2 separate regions of the Mus musculus genome follow, and region 2 is linked to region 1. The links are chromatin contacts, called in public HiChIP or PLAC-seq maps. All regions are on one chromosome and are shown on one strand. The core of a region is the stretch at or near the end of the contact, and the rest is flanking DNA. Distances in the headings are between cores, read along the strand shown.

Evidence for each region. HiChIP or PLAC-seq counts read pairs in DNA pulled down with a chosen protein or histone mark.
Region 2: an H3K27ac HiChIP or PLAC-seq map of extraembryonic endoderm stem cells shows a contact between it and region 1. The contact joins two enhancer-like sites. A contact is called at or near these places in 3 of 484 Hi-C or Micro-C datasets (extraembryonic endoderm stem cells, liver and uterus) and 1 of 115 datasets of contacts at active chromatin or transcription factors (extraembryonic endoderm stem cells).

What each region holds. Positions count from the first base shown.
Region 1 is chr1:4,418,448-4,426,176 of GRCm38.p6, forward strand. No RefSeq gene overlaps it. Among named protein-coding and RNA genes, the nearest start is that of Rp1, 62 kb to the left of the region's middle. Within about 2 kb of position 3,939, at least 9 of the 459 cell types and tissues checked have an H3K27ac peak or open chromatin away from gene starts, as enhancers often do. A contact at or near this core is called in extraembryonic endoderm stem cells, where this site is marked.
Region 2 is chr1:4,670,856-4,678,584 of GRCm38.p6, forward strand. No RefSeq gene overlaps it. Among named protein-coding and RNA genes, the nearest start is that of Gm37323, 66 kb to the left of the region's middle. Within about 2 kb of position 3,841, at least 3 of the 459 cell types and tissues checked have an H3K27ac peak or open chromatin away from gene starts, as enhancers often do. A contact at or near this core is called in extraembryonic endoderm stem cells, where this site is marked.

The sequences.
Region 1 (7,729 bases), core at 2,689-5,188:
GAGGCCAGCCTGGTCTACAGAGTCAGTTCCAGGCTAGCCAGGGCTATGCAGAAAAATCCTGCCTTGAAAAACAAAAGAAAGGAAGAAAGCAAGAAAGCAAGCAAGAGAGAAAGAAAAAGAAAGAAAGAAAGGAAGGAAGGAAGGAAGGAAGGAAGGAAGGAAGGAAGGAAGGAAGAAAGAAAGAAAGAAAGAAAGAAAGAAAGAAAGAAAGAAAGAAAGAAAGAAAGAAAGAAGAGAGAGAGAGAAAGGGAGGAAGGGAGGGAGGGAAGGAGGGAGGGAGGGAGGAAGAAACAAAGAAACAAAGAGGAAGAAAGCAAGGGAATGGAAGAAACTAAAAAAGAACAAAACCAGGAAAGCCAGAGCAAATTTGAGCAAAGCAGAGTTGAGAAACTCATTCTCCCCACCTATTATAAAAAGATCTACTATAAAGCTAAAGTTATACAGCTCACAAGATGCCATCAAAGATATATAAAATTTAATAAGAGAAAGAATAAAGAGCACAGAAATATATCCACAACATGAATTAGGTTTGGAAGAAGGAACCAAGGGAACTCAGTGCAAGTTTTATCTTTTCAACAAACGCTGCTGGAACAGTGGGCATGAAGCACAGAAAAAGAACCTCAGCATACCTCTCAGACATCGCAAAAGTTCCATTGAGATTACCGACCTGGCACCAAAGCTGAAAAGGTGCTAGAAGATGAGAGAAGCCCTGCCAGTCTGCCCACACAACCCTAAAAAAAGAAAACTCAGAAGGTTAGAGGTTTGAAGACTTTTAACAAGACTTACAACCTTCACGCAGTAAATAGTGATGTTGTGAAAACTAAAAGTTAGGTAATGGGGTGAGAGAAATATATGTTTTCTATCCATATATAATAAAGGACCTGAAACTATAATATCATACAGTTTGACTGATAATATCATCTTTCAAAGTCATATTGAAACAATTCCAAGACAGACTGGCAAAGATGTCCAGGCTTTGAAAGGTGACCTATGGTGAGGTATTCACCCACAACGGAGAGCGATTATCACTTATATAAGGAACATAACGTGAACAGAAATGTTTTAGGGTACATCTGTCTCTTCTGCTGTGTTAGGACACAATTTCCGACCCATCTGAAGGATGCAGCATCTAGGTGTCACCATGGACTGGAAGTAGAAATTGGGGCTTCATCTGGCACAAAAACCTGCTGGCATCCTGTGGTTTCTGTTACATACAAAACGACAAATACATAAAGAACAGTCAAAGCTTAGCCATCCGAACAAAGACAGAAACAAAGTATTGGAAAAGATGACCAATGCCAGTGTGCACTGGGAAAGGTAACTTATACCTGCCTGAATAGCTTAAATGAAAAGAGGATGTCCCACAGTGGAGGGCAGTGCAGATGAAGTCTCTTACACTGTTAGCCTGAATACAAATGAATCAGTTTAACAGTTTATTGTAGAGTGAAACATATAATTGCCTTTAACCCAGAAACCCCATATCTACTAAAGTAGATGGAAAACATATGTTCTTCTAAAATCTCTATGCATGTTCATAAGAGCTATTTCATAATACTCCCAAACTGGAAGTATCATTAGGCTGCAGGCTAAGCAGTCTGAGGTATCTACAGATTTAAATACTTGCCAAAAACAAGAAAAAAGGGACAAATTTAGATTTATTCAACAAGTTGGATAAATTGGAAATTCTTTTTACTGACAAGAGAGAGAGATCCAAAAGACTTCCTATTGATTGGTTCTATTCACAGACTGTTTTCTGTCTAACGTTGTAACAAAGTATAATAAAAAAATCAACTTAAAAAGAGGGATGCCTATTGTGGCTCACAGTTTTTGTTCAACTGGGTGCTTTCCTTCAGAGCCTATGGGAAGACAGAACATCATGGTCAAAGTTCCCAGTAAAGCAGGCAGAACTCCAAGACAGGGCGATAGAGATAGAGGCTGAGATTTCAGTATTCCTTTCAAAGGAAGACCTTCCATTTGGCGCCACCTATTAAAGGTCTTACACCTTCCAATAATATCACAGACTGAGGACCAAACCTTCATGAGTGCATTTGTGGGGAACACTAATCCATCGCAAAGAACTCTGCTCATATAGCCACTGAGAAAATATACACTAAATTCATATGCATCCTTTTATACTCACAAACAGGCAAACACACAGTTCTACATTTTGAGGCAAAGAAATGCACTGTTGCTGGGATTATAACTATCTGTTTTGGTAGCAATACAGAGCATATTTATTACAGCTAGCGTTATATCACAAGTCATGGAACTTGGCAATCCCACTTTCAAACACCTCCCTGGAGAACCCAGTGAGACATACAGATAATCCCCAATGAATGAAAAAAGCAAACACCTGACTTTGCATCATTACCTACCAAGGAAAGATCAATAATTCACACAAACACCACCATGAGCAAATCTCAGAAATGTTTCTCATACTGAAAACTAGCTTTAAAAGACTGTCTGCACGCAAGTGATGGAGCCTCACCAGAGGTTTTTACCACTTCGAGACTATAGTTCCAAAAGCAACTCCTACAAGACAGACAGTGTTCTGACCAGAAACCTGAGGTCTTGTGGTGATGGAGAGGCAGGAGCAGAATTTAAACCTCCTAGGCCCAGCCCCTGGGAGTCTACAAATGAAACCATAGCAAAAGAGGGAGGAAAACAGTCCAGTAGCAGAGGCAGTGGTTGCTCTGGCCGCAGAGAAGACATTGGCTGTTCTATTGGCTAAGCCCACCTCCAGAAAGGCTGGAAAGGGATCCTGCTACCTTTTCATAGTGAAGTGCAATTTTTCTATACTGTACATCATGATAGTGAAACATCTGTTTCCCTTCAGAAGCCAGCAGAGGAAATCTGCATTCATGTTGTAAACAACTCAAAATGTCAAATACAGGATGAACAGCTGAACACCATACTCTCCAAAGGTAAGGGTATTGTGCTATAGATTCATAACTATGAAAGACATGGACAAAAGACCTTGACCAAATAATTATAAAAGCAACTAATACAGGATAAAGGAAAACCCTGATCCAGGGAACAAGGACCAAGATAAAGATTCCCCCTACTTTGGACTTTGGAAATAAATGTCTGATGCAGTAATGAAATAAGTGATCAATTCATAAAACTCCAATCAGGAGCATGGTGACCACTGTCATTGAAGCTGACAAAGCTCAGAAGACTTTGGAACTGTTTTACAGAGAATGCTATCAATGGTGTGAAAACGCTGGCAAGGAAAGTCTTAGAAGGCTGTAAACAGAGAATGCTTGGTGACTGTGGTGGAGCTTCAGAAGTCAGAGGCTGGCAGGGCTGACGTCAGAGGGAAGACTGCTCACAAGAAGTCACAGTTAGGGATGGTGATCTATGTGCAACTGAGCTAAGATCATACATCGCACACTCTAGCAAATATCTGCTCTGTATATTGTCCATGTCCTGAGATTATAGTTAGTAAGGTAAATCCATTTTTCATTTAGCCCATCATTCAACCTATGGTATGGTTATTTTATAACTGCTTTTGGCTACGATTATGGGGAGGATTATAAACCAAAAAAATAAAAATAAAAAATAAAACAGAAAGGAGGTTCTTTTAAAAAATTAAAATAAAATAAAAGTATTTTTGCCTAGAAAAGAAGTACATGTAAAGCCGTGGCCCAGTAAAATGTGGCTGCTAAGGAGGTTCATGACACTAGAAAGAAAGCAAATGCATTACATCAACATGACAGGAAAGATGCCTCGGGGACATTTCACACATTGTATGACACCCACCTATTTGCACATACAAGATGATACAGTTTCAACTTTACTTTGAGCAGATAGCTCTGGGATATCGTGTCTGTATGGACTTCCCAAGAGAAAGGATTCCCTTGTGACCAGTCCTCAGGGACCCAGAGCCCACAGAAGCTGTGCTACAATAGGGTTCGGTCATTGCTTCAGCTACAAACATTGGCATTGTCTGCATCTGCTGATCGTACAGCAATGCAAAGTGCAAGGGTTACGGGGTCAGGGAGGCTTCTGAACACAGCGTAAAGGAAAATCTGGGAGGCCTAGCGATGTATGACAGGGTCAGAATCCCACAAGCAACCCCTAAGTGGATGGGAGTAGTGAAACTAAAGATAATCCACATTAGGGACTGTAGGAATGAGGAGTGTCTGCAACGAAAACCACAGGCAGTGATGGTAGTGAGCCAGAGACAAAGGCCGTAAGTCTGCAGATAGCCAGGGTGTGGGTAAGGGCTTCCCAACCCTTTGGATTTACATCACACCTACACATAGCTTAGATGCCAGAATAGGACTGCAGATGTAATGTTTCCTGATGGACTTTAGTCCTTCTTTTTTCCTTTCAATATCCAAATACCTCCCTTGAAGAATGAAAATATATACTCTGTAGAACTCTGTAAAGTAGCATACAACTTGCTTTCTTGTTTTATAGAGATTCTTCGTGAAAAAATTGCCTTGAATCTCAGACACACTTTGCATTCAAACTTTTTAACAATACAAAACTGTTGAAGGAATGCGCACCCTTAAAGATGGACAAAGTGCATTACGCTTTATTTCAGATAAATGTGGGCCCTTACTATAATTTAAGTAATAATTTAATTTTAAAAGATAATTTAATTTAATTACAATTGCTTACTCTACTTTAAAAATAGACAGCACCGCAGTTCAGAAGGCATTTTTATGTTTTTACTGAACAAACAAGGAACTTTGAGGAAAGGATAGAATTATCACACTGTACCCTATGACTATGTTTAAAATGTTTAATGTTTTTACTTATTTATTTGCGTGTATGTGTGCCCACACACACACATACCATGGCATACATGTGAAAGTTAGAGTGCAACCTGCAGGAAATCACTTCTCTTTACACTGTGAGTTCTGGGAATTGAATTCACATCATCAAACATGGTGGCAAACACCTTAATGGATTGATCATTCTCACTGGCCCACTTATATTTGTTGTGATAAAATTTAAAACCTACTGAAATTATAAGGAAAATTTGTGAGGTCTGGAATACTAATATTTTTGTATTTAATAAAGAAATCATTAAAAGGAAACAAAACTGGAAGTCTACTTTTCCCTTTGTTTCCCTTTGTTCCCCTTGACTTAATTCTTCCTTCTTAGTGTAAACACTGCCTCTCTGGAAAAGCAGAAGCCATCACATAGGACACCCTTCATAGTCTCTACCCAAGGAACCAGCCGGGTCTTCTGTTCCTGTACTGATCGGCGGTTTGTTGCCATCCAGAGATGCCTGCAAAGGTTTCCAGTTACTCACCTTGGAATTCTACTCACAACCTGTATCACTGCTTTCGCATACCTTGACTAGGGGTACAGTCATTCTAGTGGAGGATTGGACATTTTCAACTTTACTAACATTACAAAACTGCTCAGCATCAGGTAACATCACTAACTAATACCCCAGTCAGCAGCAGGAGACTCTTCTTAGTCCTCACAATCTGAGAGCACTCGTGGATCCGCCTTGAATTATTTGCCTATCCAGAACTAGATAGAAGTTTCAGTTCCAGTGTGTATTTGCCTGATAAACGATGTGTGAGGTGGGTTCTGGTCACTCCAGCTTCATCTGCTGTAGCATGCCTGTCTATAGTCTTTTTTCTTGTATGTATGTGTGTGGGGAGGGCAGTTCTAAATGATCTCTAGTTTATTATTATGCTACAGCTGTATCGATTATATGCTATCCAAAGTTCTTCCAATCTTCCAGACGTAGTTGACGGTATATTTTATATCAAAGATTTTTAACTCCTGGTGAGTTTTGTTTCTTTGCTTTGTTTCTTTTTATTTTTTATTTATTTATTTTTTTTAGGACAGTGCTGAGCCTAAGGCTTCTCTGCGCATGCTAGGAAAGTTCTGCCACCGAGCTACATCCCCAGCCCCCTAATTTTAACACCTAAATAACCAGAATGTTATCCATTATGGTTTACGCTTTTGATCTTTCTTTCTAAAAATCACCCTTTGCCATGCTGTTACAAAATTTGGTCTGTTTTTTAAAACTCTGCTCAAACTAAATTTATTCAAATTTCCTTAAAACTCTTCCGGGGTGTGTATGCGTGTGATAGCGTAAGATAGTTCCAACTTCCTTCTGCACTTCTTTATCTGCACTCTTCCTCAACTCTTAAGATAGAGTAGCAGTTATCAGAACTAATAGAGGAAGAAAAGACAAACTCTAAAATATATCTGATGCCCCAAGGCCATGTGCTTTGTCAGTGGCGGAGAATATCAAACTGAACCTTCCTTTTTAAATTTCTTTTTTAAATACCTCCGAGCATATCAGACTTCATCAACATCTCAATCTGAGTCTTATCTTTTTCCCCTCACTTCAACTGTGCCCCATGCTGCTCCTCTCTTTGTCTTCCTGTCCAGTCTGGCTTCTGTGGCTGCCATTCCAACCCACAGCTGGCTGCTCATCACAGCTCCCTCCCCCAAACAGACGTGGCATATGTCACCTGTCTGGCCACGCATCACGGGCTAGTTCTGCTGCACTGGCTGAGTCTCTTCTGAAGTCAGAGCTGGGGCCACAACTCAGGAGCTCCGGTCTATGCCTGAGTAATTGATGGCGTCCTGAAATATTTCATTTATACTTCTGCTATGGTCTTCAGGCTGAACCAAGGGATGTTTATGCAGCCCCACCACCACCACCACCACACACAATAATAAGAAAGAATTATTAAGAGAGGTTATCTGCAGCCGAGACCGAGAACCCTGGACTTAGCATATGTTCCTTCACCCACAAGATCCAGTCCTACAGAACACTGGCACTGGAGTGGGGAGTTCAGCTGTATAGGATCTCAGCTCCCCAAATCTAGCTGTAATTTACCTTGGAACTGGGGGGGGGGAGCTGTGATATATATACACACATCAGAATATGAGAGTCACTTTTACCAAACCCCACCCCAAATCAGATAACAAATTCTCAAATCTTATCCTGCCAGACAGCCCACCTAGCAACTGGCCTGACCTTCCATTTCTATGGCAACCTTTTCAAATTCAGGACTTCATTGTTTTGCACCGTAGCCAACAATAACCTTCCAAGATGATCTCTCTTTGGTCCTGGTAAACCGCATCAGGAGTCCTAAAACATTGTTAAGAAGGGAGAAATGAAAAACCTTGAGTATGCCCTTGCCAGAGGAACCCACAGGCTTCAATCACACTGCATACAGTTCCAAATGGTTTGCAGAGGCCTCAAGTGCTCTTCAGACACTTCCAGGCTAAAACTACCACCTTAGTCTTAGTGCAGAGTACTGGTGCTCAAACATGGAGCTGGTCTCTAACCCGTCTAAAGGGCCCAGCTCGTGTGGGCACTCAGACCCTCCAAGACCCTTCCCTGCCTCTCTCCCAACAGTAGCACATATACTAGACAACCAAGTTTACAGTAGTTCCCTGTGTGCTTGTGCTCTGCCACAACCAAGTTTTTCAGAGTCTCTTTCTCCTGTCTGATCCTTTCCTCCCCTGCCTGGTCTGGCTTCATCCTTGTCTACCTTTCAGAGCATCTTGATTCACCATCTCTGGCATCAAGATGTCTGCCTGAGACAGCTTGGCTGATAATCCTTCTCCATACTCCGCTCACACACTTCTTAATCCTTTAGTTCACAAAGTTTCCCTCTGTCAAGGCCCTTCCTAGAGTCTCTTATGGGCAGTGTGTGTGTGTGTGTGTGTGTGTGTGTGTGTGTGTGTGAGATAAGTCTCCATGGATGAGAAAGGTTATCTTTCATCTTTGCAA
Region 2 (7,729 bases), core at 2,591-5,090, 250 kb after region 1:
TCAGTGATTCCAATACTGCTAGCAAGACCTTCCTAGGCAAGCTGTCTAACAGTGAGTTTCAAAGAATTAAGTAAACAGCACCAGAAAGGAAAAAAAGTACAAAGCAAAATTATTACTTCTTGGCCAGGGGGGGGAAAAATCCCACACCAAAAAGCAACTGACTGAATGGTCCACCCAGGGAGCACCCATGGGTATAGTACAATTGGTCATATGAAATACAAAATGAAACTAGGATTTCATATAGGGCTGAGTCCCAGGGTCTCTAATATCAGATTAAATGTCCTATTGCTCCTTGATAAGAAAGTCTTCACTTTAGAGTCTGATACACTGAAGGCCAGCCAAGTCCCTCAAAGCTCCTGCTGTTTTATCAGATCAGTTAGAATCCTTTTTTGATAAGATAAAGTACTCAGTATTTGCATGCTCCTACACAAATGCTGATATAATGGAAATTTTCCTTGTCTGTAGATTATAGCAAACAAACACATGCATGCAATGTGTGGTATCAGATTGGATTTTTGCAAGAAGGTAGTTGTAAATTTGGAAGCAATTGGCTGCCCTTTGACTAGTAGTACACAGTTAAAGCAACAGTTGACCAATGAAACAGTTGGCAGGATGTGTGCACACAATGATATCATTTTAGTAATAATAGTTACATCCTCATGTGGACACACAGAAAAATCATCACAAGAATATGCAAGATTGTGGCAGTCCCAGGAACAGGTGATGCCCTCACTGGTATTTCTGCTTTACTTTCTGATTCTCTACAGTGACCATGTGCAGTTTTCTGTATCTATAGCAAGTTACAGCTGACTGATCTAGCTGAAACCAGGCCACATTTTCCCCCTGAGGCTTTGAAGTTGAGACTTGTGAAACTACATTGGCTTCCTTCCAGGTTCAAAACTGTGACTTACTAACAGAAAACGCAACTTGGCTTCTGATAGCTGATGGATTGTCACCTCAAATTCATGGCCCTTGCCTCACCCCATGACAGCATAAAATGAATCTGACCCCAAGGGGACTGTGGAACACTGAGAACATTTTGGAAACATTCCCAGTTCTTGACACCACCCACATGAATACCTGGAAGCCCAGTGTTACTATAGTAACCCCCTAGGCCACAGCAAGCTAGCCCTGCAAACCTAACACATCCCACACTGGCATCTCATGCAACGAATTAAGGACCAAGAACAAAGCAGTGGTGACTGTCAGGTTTCCTAACCCTGAAGGTCAAAGACTAGGTTCCATGACAAGGGGACATGACTCCTACTGATTTATCTTTCCTCCATCCTGTAACTGGAAATCTCAAGAAGTTTGTTTCGTGACTATATATCAGTAATTTTGAGGTGGAGGTTTTTGTGGGGGCAAAATGTCCACAAATGTCCCTTCCACACCAAAGCAGACTTATAATCTTCAAATCCCAAAAGAAAGCAAGGAGAATGGTAAGGGCAGAGCCTGGGTTTACCAAGAATAAAGAGCGAGCAAAGTTCAAAGATTTGGGGAAAATCAAAACAGGCAACTACCCAATGGTATTAACTTAAATAAACCAAATGTGGGGTTAAAAAAGCTTGTGGATATTAAAGGTTACATCATCATCAGTCAACTTCAGCCTCCTGGGACAACGCACAATGTGAGTAAAACTGCCTTTCATCATAAATCGTTCTTACCCACCCCGAATCCCAGGGAGAACTGACAAACAGCCTGCCTGTGAGAGGAAAGGCAGATGACTCCTTCAACTTCGAGGTAGGAGCAAAACATTAACCCAGTGCAACCACAACAATCTAGGCAGGATGAAGGGCAGAGAAAGGAGGAGCTCTTCAAAGAGCCTGGAGAGTGGGTTTCACCAGATTTAATATTCTGATGTTTTAATAATATACAACATCTCACAAAGTGACTGGTGTAACTAGCTTTATAGGGGCTCTCTGGATCCATTTGAGAATAAATGCACAAATAAACAAAAGACACCATCACCCCCCCAAAAAATTATCTTGATTACAGGTACACTGTGTTTGTGGGTTCTCTGTTGCTATATTGCTTTTTATTCCTGAAAGTAATTAACCAGATGCATCAGGGTATTAATGTCTTAGGTCCTTGATTTGGGGTGGGGTCCTCTTTAAGTAACTAAATATCAGAGCTTTAAGGGATCTGAGCGTCTTCTTTCACAGAGGGTCCAATGAGGCCCTAGAAATCCCAGGAATTCTCCTGGGGGAGCTATGTCTACTTATTCTAGGAGGGGCAGTAATGACATACCAAAGGAATCGTTCTACCCAAGTCTACCTCGAGGAACCAATGGCTTATTGGACTTACTGGTAGACTTAAATGAAAACTGCGGTTTTTAAAGGTAATAGACCCTGGGGGGAAAAATTCTCCCTAAATTTCTATCAAGATTTTTTTCTCCATCAGTTTTATTGGGGTCATTATTTCAAGGTTCATTAAACGTAAAGCAGAAGTAACACATATTTCTGTTAGTTACAAACTTGGATGAAAAAGTTTTATATTACTTTCTCCTATCCATATTCATGGAAAATGTGTAATAAATGGTAAACTTATAATGTTAGTTATATTTCTGGTGATTTATTCTTTAGGAATAAGCCATGTACTTATTAAGCAACTTTGTAAGTTCTTGACCAATCAAATAAGGTATGCTTATAAAATAGTTCAATTTCTATTATACAATTATTCAAAACTGTCAAAATAAGGCAGTCATCTATCACCCTTTAGCCCATTTTGTACAACACTTGAGCCAGTAGTCACTCAAAGGAAACTCAAGTAGAAAATCCACAACAATGCGAGTCAAACACATTTACAACAATGGTAACATCCCCCAAAGTGGCAACATTGCTTCCTGCTGAGAATGTAGGGCTCCAGGAACTGATTGTGGCTGGTGAACTCACATCACCATTTAGAAGCCAGTTTGATGGTTTCTCACAAAGCTGAACATAATCGTATATGGTTCCATACTGAGATCCTAGACATTTAGCCAATTTACCTGAAAACTTGTCCACAGGCAAACACTGTAACTATTGCAAAATGCTGAAATATTTAAAACAGAATAAAGCCCTATGCCATGGAATATTACTCAGAAAGAAAAGAAGATAAACTACAAATGAGAAAAGACATGGATGAGTCTTGAGTGCATTTTCCTTGAAAGAATCCAGTCTGAGCTGCTGTATTGTGTTTGCTCTCAATTATTTGATATTATGAGAAAGGCCAAAGTACAAAATTGCCGAGAGTTTGGAGGAAAACACTAAACAGACAATCCACAGGATGGAGGAGGAGTTTGTTTGTTTGTTTGTTTGCTTGCTTGTTTACTTGCTTGCTTGCTTGCTTTATTTTGAGTTTTGTAGGGTTAAATTTTGCTTTTTTTTTTTTGTTTTTGAGACAAGCTTACTATACAGTCCTGGTTGGTCAGGAACTCTCCATGCAGACCAGGCTATTCTCAAACACACAGAAGTCAGTCTGCTTCTGCCTCCCATGTGCTGGGGTTAAAGGCATATGGTATTATATGTCTTTATTGGGAGGTTGTTTTAGTATGGTGGAACTCTTCTGTGTATCATAATTATAAGCAGTATGCAGTTTCTGAAACTCATAGAACTTTGTAGCATACAGGATGATCTTTAACACATTTTTTAAAAATTAAAACTATTTAGGGGTAGGGTTTCCCAGAATAAAATGCAGACTGAGATAAGGAGTCCAACTGTCACAAATGGAATGCAACTATCTTACTGGGGTGGGGGAGATAAAAGCAAAGACTCGGTAACTTTGAGAATGAGTAGCGCCTCCGATTTAAAGTGGAATGCTACTTGATAATGTTGTTTCCCATGGGAGTATGGGTCAACAATGTCGAGACAACACTACTAGAACAGAACAATGAAGTAAATGGATGGAAGCTGATGGGAGCCACATTTCTTACTGTTAGAGGGAGGGTTTACAGTTAATCAAGCAAAGATTGAGCCGATCCATACGATAATGGAAGCTTCAATGTGAACTCACATTAGCCTAATACAAATTCAGTGGTCTTGTATAGATAGCGACAGATACAGGGATACACATAAGTTGATATGCCCACATAAGTTTGCTGGCCATCAGCTAAAATGCCTAGAAGCAATGCCACCAAGTAGCAATAATTGCTTGTATGTCCCAGATCATAGCTCCAAATAATAAAACTAATAAAACACAAACCCAAAAACAAAACAAAACCACAGCTTCTTAGAGAAATACTGGTTCTAATTCTATGACAAGGACATACATGATCAGCATGTCATTCAGAGCATGAAGTAAATACTGTGATCCATGATAATATAAATAAATAATGGCATAAAAAATGAAAGAGAGCTGAGGAGATTGCAAAACAGGTAATGTGCTTGCCATGCAAACTTTGTCACTTGAGCCTGAATACCCAAAATCACATAGAAGCTAGACGCAGTAGCACACATATCTGTAATCCCTGAGCTTCTACAAGAACAACAGGAGGTAAATATCAAAGAATACTTAGTAGCTCACAGGGTATCTCTCCCACTATAGGCAGCTGTGAACTACAAGGAAGTTTGTCTCAAACAACATGGAAGGTGAGGGCCCACATCTGCATTGTCTTCTGACTTCCCCATGTGGTCATCACATGGAGGGCCCACACTCGACTATAAATGCATACACCATAAATACATGACACATGAACAGAGGAATATGTGAATGAGTAAAGGAGAGAAGACTAATCTTTTGACAGGAGAATCCCAAGCAATTTATGAAGATATTCTGCCCTTAGAAATATGAGGAATTGGCAGAGCATGGTAGTGTATGTCTTTAATCTCAGCACTAGGGAAGCAGAAGCAGGCAGATCTCTGAGTTTGAGGCTAGCCTGATCTACAAAGCAAATTCCAGGACAGCCAGGGCTACACAGAAAAACTCTGTCTTGGAAAAAGAAAGAAAAGAAAAGGAGAGGAGAGGAGAAGAGAGGAGAGGAGAGGAGAGGAGAGGAGAGGAGAGGAGAGGAGAGGAGAGGAGAGGAGAGGAGAGGAGAGGAGAGGAGAGGAGAGGAGAGGAGAGGAGAGGAGAGGAGAGGAGAGAAGAGAAGAGAAGAGAAAAGAAAAGAAAAGAAAAGAAAAGAAAAGAAAAGAAAAGAAAAGAAAAGAAAAGAAAAGAAAAAGGAGAAAAGAAAAGAAAGCAAGTTTGAGGCCAGCCTGGTCTACAAAGTGAGTTTCAGGACAGCCAGGGCTACACAGAGAAACCCTGTCTCAAAAAAAAAAAAAAAAAGAAAGGAAGAAAGGAAGAAAGGAAGGAAGGAAGGAAGGAAGGAAGGAAGAGAAAGAAAGAAAGAAAGAAAGAAAGAAAGACAGAAAGAAAGAAAGAAAGAAAGAAAGAAAGAAAGAGAAAGGTGAGAAATGATTCCCACTGTTCATTGCATAAAATGACTTCATGACAAGAAGTAGTTCAGAAAGCAGTTGTACAATGGAGATGAACTGTCACTGAGGTGATCAAAGTCCACACAAGTGATACATTGTGCTGATGGTGGGTACCTGTGGAGTGATGTGTTCTTTCTCCTCAAAACTATCTTAAGCTGATCTCAGCTAAGCAGCAGAAGAAGAACACTTGATAGCTAGTCTGCAAGATGCCTTGTCAGCATCCAGCAAGATTATAAAAAGTCTGGGAATGATCACAGATTCTGAGAATCTTTTTCAGCGAAGAGGAGCCAAAGGAGACTGAAGTAGTGAGTATTTTTCTAGAGTACAAAGGTCTTGAGTTTGATCCCTAAACAAATAATCAATATGATACCCTGGCTGGTAGAGTGAAATCATAACAGAAAAGGAATACTGAGAAAAATTACAGTTATCTGAAAAGAAAATGAACTTCAATTTATAATGATACTAGTTCATTAAAATTTCATACTACTGTAAAGTGTCAATTGTGAAGGAAACAACATAGTGTGTGTGGGAATGCTCTATACCATTGTCTCAGTTTTTAAAGAATTAAAGCCACCCAAAAAAGGGGCAACATATTTTAAAAGAATTAAAGGGCTGTGGCTGTATATAAGTAGCAGAACACTTGCCTAGAATGCATAAATCCCTGGTTTCCGAGGTTCAATCTTCAACACTGGAAACAATACATAAAAATAGTTAAAATAGTATTTGACAGTATGTAAAGGGTTAAATAACAACTCAGTTACCTAGAAAGAAAAAAAAAAAGAATATCCTTCAAGTTGTTAGTCACATTAGAATTTTATCCTAATTTAAACGTGTTCTTCCTTAAAATGGGGAAATAAATCGAATATTGAAACAATTATTGGGGTAATATTCTTGGTAAGTACCAAAACAAGAAATGTAAATCAAGAGACCCCAGGGGATGGTGCCTGTTTACTGAAATAACTACTGAATTTTGTGTCTCAGAGGGGGTTTCTTACTTCCTTAATAGGGAGGGCAAACCAAAATATAAACAAATGAATAAGTGGAAGAAGAAAGTAACAGAATCAAAAGCATATCTAACAGTCACACAAAACAGAAGCATCTTTCCCAGAGAGAGTGTCTCAAATCTGCTCTAGGGACAGCTAGTGCAGCAGCAGGACAGAGGGGTAGCCCATGAAGGTCCCAAGGATGGAGGTGGTATGAATGAGAGCATCCTCCACACGCTGTGTTTAAACACTGGTCCTCAATAAGTCACCCTGTTTGGGAAGGTTTCAGAGGTAAGACCTTATTGGAGGAAGTGCGTCACTGGAGACAGACTTGTTTTTATTTTACTTTTTGTTTGGTACTATTGTTGTTTGTTGGTTGTTTGTTTATTTCAAGACAGGGTTTCTCTGTGTAGCCCTGGCTGTCCTGGAATTACTCTGTATACAAGGCTGGCCTTGAACTCAGAGATCTGCCTGTCTCTGCCTCCCCAGTGGTGGGATTAAAGGCATGTACCATCACTGTACAGCAAGGTAGTTTTTGAGAATTTAAAAACATACCATTATCCAGGTGGCTCTCTCTGCTTTCTGTTTACTAATGGAAATGTGAGCTCTCAGCTTTCTGCTCCGCATTCATGCCTACCACTTGGTACCACATTGTTGCCACTATTGTTAGACTCCAGCCCTCTGAAACCATAAGCCCAATAAAATTGTCCTTCTATAAGCTGCCTTGGCCATGGTGTTTTTATCATAGCAACAGAAAAAGAATTGATAAGAGGACCCATTGCAAAGCTTCAATCTCCATGCCTTGCTGAGAAGTTTGGACTTGAGAAGGCAATAGGCATCCCTGGCAGACCAGAGCAGGAAATAGTGTGATAATACTTAAACTTTATAGAATTACTCAGAGATATATGGCAGTAAAGAAGGAGAGTGAAATGCGTGATGATGGGAATCTGAGATACGATGGAGTAGTCACATCAGGGACATGCATACTATCAGGATGAACAAATGCAAACTCAACAAGAATGAACAACAGATCATTCATGAATAATGAGGAAGGGACCAAGGTGGACTCCCATACCTCTGGTTTGAGACTCCCAGTGAATGATGGAATCATTTATTAAAAGGGGGGAAAAGGTGCAATATCAGGGTCCTGTCAAGTCTGAAGTGCCTGCGTAACATCTTGATAACAATACCCAACAAACATCAGTTTGAAATTAGAGCAGAACACATGAAGAAGGGCAGTCTGTGGTATGTAGAGATAACAAGCAGAGTCCCTAGGAAGCAGATTTTATTGTGAGTTTGCTACTCATAAAGTTTATTGTGGAAATCCTGAGAGACAACACCTTTGGAGAA